Linked DNA regions of Sus scrofa: region 1 is linked to region 2. A link is a contact called in public Hi-C data. All regions are on one chromosome and are shown on one strand. Each heading gives the region's core, a stretch centred on a gene start, on an enhancer-like site or on the middle of the called end of the contact. The rest is flanking DNA. Distances are from core to core; before and after follow the strand shown.

Evidence for each region. A called contact is a pair of places that touch in the nucleus more often than the background predicts.
Region 1: a Hi-C map of skeletal muscle shows a contact between it and region 2, with 5 times the contacts expected there. The contact joins the enhancer-like site here to the promoter of GK in region 2. A contact is called at or near these places in 1 of 5 promoter capture datasets (liver), 3 of 47 Hi-C or Micro-C datasets (heart right ventricle and skeletal muscle) and 1 of 2 datasets of contacts at active chromatin or transcription factors (alveolar macrophages).

The regions. Positions count from the first base shown.
Region 1 is chrX:26,505,601-26,509,839 of Sscrofa11.1, forward strand. GK (glycerol kinase) reads left to right here. Exons shown (of 19, transcript NM_001143708.1): 5 at 3,415-3,491. Among named protein-coding and RNA genes, the nearest start is that of GK, 37 kb to the left of the region's middle. Within about 2 kb of position 2,226, at least 3 of the 83 cell types and tissues checked have an H3K27ac peak or open chromatin away from gene starts, as enhancers often do. A contact at or near this core is called in skeletal muscle, where this site is marked.
Region 2 is chrX:26,467,881-26,471,901 of Sscrofa11.1, forward strand. GK (glycerol kinase) reads left to right here and starts at 2,689. Exons shown (of 19, transcript NM_001143708.1): 1 at 2,689-2,875. The coding sequence starts at 2,798.

The sequences.
Region 1 (4,239 bases), core at 976-3,475, 37 kb after region 2:
CATGAGTCACATAGCTTGTTGGTGGCAAATTTAGAAGACATAGATTTCACACCCAGTAATGTGACTCTTTTTGGTGAGGGGCTCATTCTGTGGATACCAGTGTGGAAACTTGGAAGCTTTCAAGGGAGGAGTATAGTTCCTAGTTATTTAAGCAGTCTTGTGAAAGAGCAATAGAGTCACAGAGCCACTGGGACTCAAGAGCCACTGGATTGTCAGTTTGTCTTTGGTTTGCATTTATTTATTTATTTATTTAAGCCATGCCTGAGGCATGCGGAGGTTCCCAGGTCAGGGATCAAACCTGTGCCACAGCAGTGACAAAGCCAGTTCTTTAACTAGGCCACCAGGGAACTCCTAGTTTGTTTTTGTTGTTGTTGTTTTAAAGCTTCACCCACGCCATATGGAAGTTCTCAGGCTAGGCACTAAATTGGAGCTGCAGCCACCGGCCCATACCACAGCCACAGCAACACAGGATCCGAACTACGCCTGTGATCTACACCACAGCACACGGCAATACTGGATCCTTAACCCACTGAGCAAGGCCACGTATCAAACCCACATCTTCCTGGATACTAGTCAGGTTTATTACCACTGAGCCACAATGGGAACTCCCCTAGTTTGTTTTTAAATTAATTATTGGAAGAGGTTCAGTATCCTAAAGACGTGCCCTAAAAAAGAGGTTCGAAAGCTCTAGTGTAACACTGAGTGACACAGGTAGAAAGACTCAGGCCTTCCTTGCCTAGACCTGCAACCAGAATCCTGCAATGTAGGGACCAGGATTCATGATTTCAAAGTTTTTCAGGTGGTTCTGGTGTGCTTTCTGGATCAGAACCATTGTTTGAGTCTAGCAGTGTTTGTTAAAGGAGAGTTGGGCCCCCTCCCCAGACCTACTTTCCTAGAAGTTCTGGGAGTGGGGTTTATCTTTAAGCGCCCTAGTGATTTGTATATCCATTAAAACATAGAAGACGACTGATCTGGAATGCTTTGAGTCATTAAAGAAAAAGCCTAGAGCAGTGGTTTTCATGTCCCTTGGTAAGAAATATATTTGGCCACATGATTCAGCCAACCAGAATAATAACTAAAACAAAATTTCTCAAGTCAATACTTACTGAATTCAGTGAATGCTGACATTTTCCATTCTAATCCATCTTATTTCATTTTCATAAAAGTAGGTAATTGAAACTGCATTGATTTAAATCCCCTCGCCCACTGTAGTTTGGAACATGCTTGTTAATTCTACCTATCATAGATTTAAAACTTTTCTCCCCAATTCTTCTACTTTTGTTTTTTTTTTTTTTTCTTTTCTTTTTTTTAGGGCTGCATCTGCAGCATATAGAGGTTCCCAGGCTAGGGGTAGAATCAGAGCTACAGCTGCCAGCCTACTCCACAGCCACAGCAACGCCAGACCCCTTAACCCACTGAGGGAGGCCAGGGATCGAACCCGCAACCTCATGGTTCCTAGTTGGATTCGTTTCCGCTGCACCACAACGGGAACTCCTCAAATTCCTCTACTTTTGCCAAGCATTCCAGTTAAGTCCTTAGCACTTACTGGGGTTTCTTGCCTATGAGGAAGGTCCGCTTTTGTTCTGGTTCCACAAGACTGCTGCTGTGTAGACTGCCCTTGTTCCCTGCACATGGGAGATCTTGCCAGCTCCATGTGGCTGCTGTTAATGGCTTGTATCAGTCACAGGGCAAGTAATAGGAAATTCAACCCCAACTAAGAGAAAAGAAAAAAAAAAAGGAATTCTAAGAGTAACTTAGTTCAGGTGCCGTTTGATTCCCGAATTAGACAATATTGCCTGCATTCCCCTATAAATCTGTCTCTTCTGGAATGGCTCCACACGTGGCTGATGGGCTCTCTCTTCAGGAGGGCAGCAGGCTCCAGCTACACACTACCCGCTCTGTGTCAAGAACTCTCAGGGACTGAGCACAAATCTCAGTTGGGCTGATGAGACCATATGCTTCCTCCTGAACCAGTCCCTGGGGACACGATACTGGAGCTGGGGTTAGTGTTGAAGCTCAGACAAACCAAGATGGCTGACGATGGGGGGGAGGGGGTCATTTCTAAAGAGGATTAGAGACACTACTCTCAGCAGCAGGAGAAAAGGATGGCAGGCAGAAAATACAGATGTCAATCACCAGGCCATGTATTTCCACGGTCTTGCTCTTTGCTTTCTGTTTCCCTGGCTATGATGAGCTTATTTTTCTTGCCCTTTTTTCCCTTTCCTCTAGAAACCACCATAGCCTCGTGAAGTCCCTGATGTAATTAATCTGACAGTGCAAAGTAGCCACTGTCAAAATCAAGCACAAGTGGCCCTCAAGGGAAAGGCTGGTTTAAGTAACTGAAAAGAATTGATTAAAATTCACTACAGGAAATAACTGCTTTTTAAGTGATGAAAAAGGAATAGTAGAGTTAAAGGGGAACCAAACTAGACCATAACGGCCAGCACCCACATGTGTAGTGAGCAGGCTGTGTAATCTCCTGGTGCTCTTTAAATAGACTGTGGGCCTGAGTGTTCTCAGGAGGCATCTGAGCACAGTCAGGGCCTAAAAATATCAAGTGACCACTAACAGATTAAAAGTTATAAACGTTTAAGTACCAAACTGAAATCTGACAAATAGAGCTCAGGTGATCTTATTGTTGACTTTGTACAATTCACTTTATATACTATTTAATGGCTTCTCTTTCTCAAGCCTTCTGTCGTGAGCAGCACACAACTTTCTCCTGCGGGGGGGTGGGGGTGGGGGCGCAGAAAGTGGTCTAGAGTTTTTTGCTAAAAGTAACATTAATATGTTAAAATGGAGAGTTGTTTTATTTTTTGCAACCTAGCTTGGAGAAAGAATGGTGACCTTCAGATAATTCTGGTAATGGTTGTGAATTCTAGTACTTTGAAAACGTACAGTGTAGAACAACATTTTGTACATGAGCTACTGATTCCTATTTTTTCCCCTCTATAATAGTATCAAGTTCTCTACTGTCACAAATTGCTCCCAAGTTTTCCTCAGGTACATGCTTCATACGTGGTATGGTGATCCTGGGTTGTGCATTTTGCCCTGACAACTAGCTTTCATAGCATTTAGATTTTCTCTGCACTCATGTATGCATAGAAAATCCATATCCAAAACTTTTTTTTTCATTTTTTTTCTATAAAAAGGATATCAAATAAGCACCCTGAGGTATGTATTTTTCTCTTAATTTGGTCTATAATTTTGCATAGGGGCTTTAAATATTTCCTCATAAATTTATTCTCTCTTCTAACAATATGCCCATTCATTTCTAATTTTCTAATTTCTATCTTTTGAAAGCTATAGCATTTTAATTGCCTATAGAAACTAATCGGTCTCCTGTCCTTGGCAGTGATTTCATTAAGATCTGATTTTTTTTTAATGAAGTTTTTCATATATTTTGATCTATAGTGTGGCTTGACCTAAGAACCCAGTCTACCGTTGAGAATCTTAGTAAAAGAATTCCCGGAAATAATAACTTTGTCAAGGTAAGAGCTCTCTTCAAAAGTATATTATAAAAATGCTTGTTTAACAAAAACATTTGGAGCTTTCGCCAGGCCTTACATCTTATTGCACAATACATACTTGATACACTTTATAGACTATTTCTCTAAAGATAATTGAGGTCAACTCAAATCTTTACCTTTCTGTTTTCCTGGCCTTGTGGTGCATTGGAGGAATAGCATTCCAGGTTGATAAACTGAAGGGGATTGTATGATATCCCAGTGGTTTACCACCCTCAGTGGCTTAAACTGTACTCCCCAAAGAGCGCTTCTCTGATTTACCTAGTGCTTCCTCTAATTCAGCTGTGCTTTTCAAATCCTTCTCTCCTATTTCCTACTGTCTATCAAAGAAATTTCTAGGTGATTTTGAGTTTTTAAGCATCATTCAGGGAGAGAAAGTAGAAGACACGCCATCCTTTATTTGAGCTGCTCTTCTACTTTCCTCATAGGAAGAAGCTGATAAGAATAATGCCTAATTTCAATCCTTATGTGATAGATCTCTCTTTAGTTAAATGAAGAGAGAACATTTTTGAAACAGGTGAGGTATTTTTCTTAGCACAGTGAAGGCCGAGTTCTCCTACTATTCAAAGGGAAGTTCTGATTTTTGGTTTATTCCCTTTGTATTTGTCAGTGAGCCTCTTAGATGGCAGTTTCTTGGGGTTCTTGGTTCTGAAACTAGTGCTCAAATCCCATAAATTGGAGCAATCTAACAAACCATCCACTACCCTCACCC
Region 2 (4,021 bases), core at 1,439-3,938:
ACTCAGTTTACAAGAAGAAATGGGCAAAGAAACCATGAGACTTATGGGACATTTCTACCCTAAGGCCCCTATTGGACAAAGACTGATATAGGTAATTGGGCAAGACCAATAGGAGAAAACCACATCTTCCTGGACCCCATGTTGGTACTCCCCCCATCTTTAAGGGATAAAACCCCTATAAGACAATAGAGAGGGGGGCTCTTCTCCCCCTTCCCAGCTGTCCTGGGAGCTATTTGCTTTCCTGTAATAAAGACTTTGCTTGCTTGCTGTCTATGTGTTCTTGAGGTTCATTTTTCAGCTGTGTGAAAAAGAACCCAAATTCCAGTAACGTCTTTCTGGCATCAAAAGGAAATATTTGTCTGTAAGGAATCATGAGTTATTTTAGAGTAAGGGTCCGATAAGTATCTTAAGTATCTGGATCACTGGGCAGATGTTCTAAATGCTTGTGTTAAGACAAGAAGGGGTCAAAGTTCATATTCCTTCAGGATGAGATGTGCATAAGTCACATTTCCTCAATGGCTTTAAGTTCTGTTTTGGTAAAAGGAATGATGATGCAGAACACAAACTATTGCAGGAACCACAGAATCAATAAGTTTCAGAATCATTCATGTATATCTAGCCCTACTTATTCTGAAGCTTCTGAATTCTGATCACACAATACTGCTGAACAAATAATTTGCTGTTCCGTCAGAATCTGAGAGTCAAAAGTGTGTAAAAGTTCAAACATGAGCAGGGATTTTTTTTTAATTGGATCCATGTGTTAGGTTAGGTGGCTTTCTTTTTACTGCTAGTTTGAGTCAAGGAAATCCTTATCTATATCGTTCAATTAAGGTTTTTCAGGGAGTTTAGGGGCAAGTTAGCCTAGTTCCTTTATATTCACCTGTATGCCTGTGTCTTCTCCAGAAAATTCAGAAATACTGATCCATCTGCACTCCTATCCTAAAGCAAGCCAGTTTATCCTTAGTTATTAAGTTCAGCATCCCCATAAGTAGGCCTCATCTGGAACACCACAATTTGATTTCTAGACAGAATATAAGAAAATTTGCAGAGTTCCTATTTTGGCTCAGCGGAAATGAATCTCACTAGTATCCATGAGGACAGAGGTTCAATCCCTGGCCTTGCTCAGTGAGTTAAGGATCTGGCATTGCTGTGAGCTGTGGTGTAGGTTGCAGACATAGCTCTGATTTGGCATTGCTGTGGCTGTGGGGTAGGCCGGCATCTAGAGCTCTGATACAACCCCTAGTAGCAGCTACAGCTCTGATACAACCCCTAGCCTGGGAACCTCCATATGCCTCGGGTGCAGCCCTAAAAAGCCAAAAGAAAAAAGAAAATTTGCTTCCAGAGCAAAAGTGGTAAAACTATAAACACAGAGATAAATAAGTGAGGTGGTGCTAGGTAAAGCAAGAGGGTGTAAAATAGAAATGATGTTACAGAACACAGAGACTGGAGTAATGGAACAGGAAAAAAAGTGAGAGTGGGAATAGTACAATGCTTTTGATATTGATAGGGCCTGGTTTACAAAGTCAATTTAGTGATTTTTCCAACCAGCATTTTAAAAAATGATATGCAATAGTATAAATAAGTTCGAATGTATAGCACAGAAGGATAAATATTGTTTTGGTAGCATTTTAAATACTTGAAAAAATGAATATATAACTATATAAATTATAAATAAATGCATGTGCACACACCCACACATATGCCCGGCCCTGTTCTGTAAACTACTCATACAGTGAATCTTATTCCTGAGTTTGAAAACCTCTGCAACTGCCAGGGGTTTTCAAACTCTGGAACAAGATTCATACTTCCAGGATCCAAAAGAATCCTGGCAAGGTAAATTCAAGGTCAAATGAGAAGGCCTCTTTTCTCTCCTTTTGCTGTTTAGAGCACTTAACCTATGGCGAGGAAATAGCGTATGAGGGAGGAGACACAGTCAGGTCAAGATAGGAGCAAGGGCGCTTCAGGACAAGGAGGTGCCTCGGGAAATCTTCGCGGGTGGTCAATTGATGACCTGGGGATGGTGATTTTGAGGGCTTCCCCTAAAAGCTAAACCGAAGGAACTTAGGCTTTCCTTGTCCCTGAAAAGCCTCCAAAGGCAAAAGATTTGCGCTGCTCCTGAATGTGACCCTACAAAGGGTCAGTCCCTTTAGAGGGGGATTATTTTGATCTCGAGCGGGGAACAGGGAAGTGGGCGGGGCGTGGGAAGCGCGGGAAGGCCTGGCAGGGTTGGTCCGGAGTGACTCACGCCGTGCTCTGCACATCCCACCAGAGGAACAAGCAGTTCTGCCCTTTGGGACCCAGCCGCTAGAGGAAGCCCCAGGGTGTGGGTGGGGTTGTGCCCTTTCCCCGGGCCATTGACCCTCCCTGCCAAAGGGCAGCACCGGCCTCCGCCTCCGGCCCAGCGGCAGGAGGGTTCTGCCGCCGGGTTCCCCGGCCCACGTGACCTGCCGCGCGGGCCACCGCCTCCGCCGCGCCCTGGCCCCGCCCCCGTGAGGTCTGTCTAGCCTCAGATTGTCTGAACAGCCCTTCTCTTTCCGCATTCGGTAATTGGCTGGCCAGGCAGACAGCGCCTGCCCCAACCCCGCCCCCGGAGTCGTGGGGAACGCGGGTGGGGGCGGGGCCTGGGCTGGAGGGGCGGGGTAGAGCCTCTGAGCCGGTAAAGGGGCTGCCTGGAGCGCGAACAGAGCGATCTACTGCCGCCAGCCGCCTGGCCCTTCCGACTCGCCGCCCTACTCTCCGCCCGCCGCCGTCACCAAGGAAACGGGCTGCAATTCCTCGCCGACCCCAAGCTGGTTTCATGGCAGCCGCGAATAAAGCAGTTTTGGGACCGTTGGTGGGAGCAGTGGACCAGGGCACCAGCTCGACGCGCTTTTTGGTGAGCCGGGGGTTGCACTTGAAGAGGTGCTGAACCTGAGCGGGAGCCTTGGGACCGTGGGGCGGGATGTCGCGTCGCCGTCCCGTTCTTCCCACGACCCAGAGCCCTGGCCCCCAGGCAAGGGAAGGAGGCCAAGGGCCCAGAGCGGGACTTGCCACGCTGGAGCTTCTCCGCCCGGGCCTGGGGGAACACAGCCTCTCGCGACCCCCGCAGCTGAGCTGAGCAGCCCTGGCCTTGATTGTGGAGCCGGGTCCCCTACTAATGAAGGGACTCCTACCCCAGAGGAAGCTAGGACTCGCCGAACATCCGTGCAGAGCGGCCCGCCTGCAGCCAGGGACAGGTGGCCACATTGACCGCTGCTGCAGTCTTCCCCAGAAGCATTTGGCCTGCCGGGAGCAGGACGTCCTTGAATGGGGCGGGGGCGGGGGTGGGGGGGAAGCTGTGTCACGACTGTGGTAGCCTAACCCAGCGTCCTTTGGAGCTGTAGAACGAATGTAGTATTAGCGTGATGATGCGTTATCTTCCTCTCCCCAGAAACTGCAGAAGGTAGAACGCTAGGAGGAGGGCGGGGAGAGTGGCCGAACACTTTGGCAAAGAGTCAAATTACACTGCTTTAACCAGAATCTTAATTTAATCTCGAGGATTTGTCAATTTTAGCTCTGATACTTTGCGCATTACAAAGATGATTGTCCTCGCCTCGCTTCACAGCTTAAATTGACAGGGAATTTTTTTTTTTATTTACTATGTATGACAGAGTTTTGACATAGTGGAGTGCTGTTTAAGTGACTCTCTGCTGATTAAATTGTTTTGTGCAATTAAAAAACTAGCTCTTACAGTGATCTAGCACTGAGTTCAGAAAGGTACTTTAAAAATAATTTAAATAAACGATTGTTGGTTAAGAGCCCATGCTTTCAATGGACATTTGACTAACCTGGCAAGTTGATGTAAATATTTAATGATTACTTAGCTCTCTCTTCACTTCTTTGCCTCAAATCATGTTTTCATGCATTATTTAGTATACCGTATATATACATTGTATATACACTGTATATATTTTGAAAGCTCTGTGACCATTTAGCTGAAACCTGAATTTGTACCTTGGTTTTGATACTTGTTTCTCTTGTCTGAAGTGAAAGCCTTTAGTCA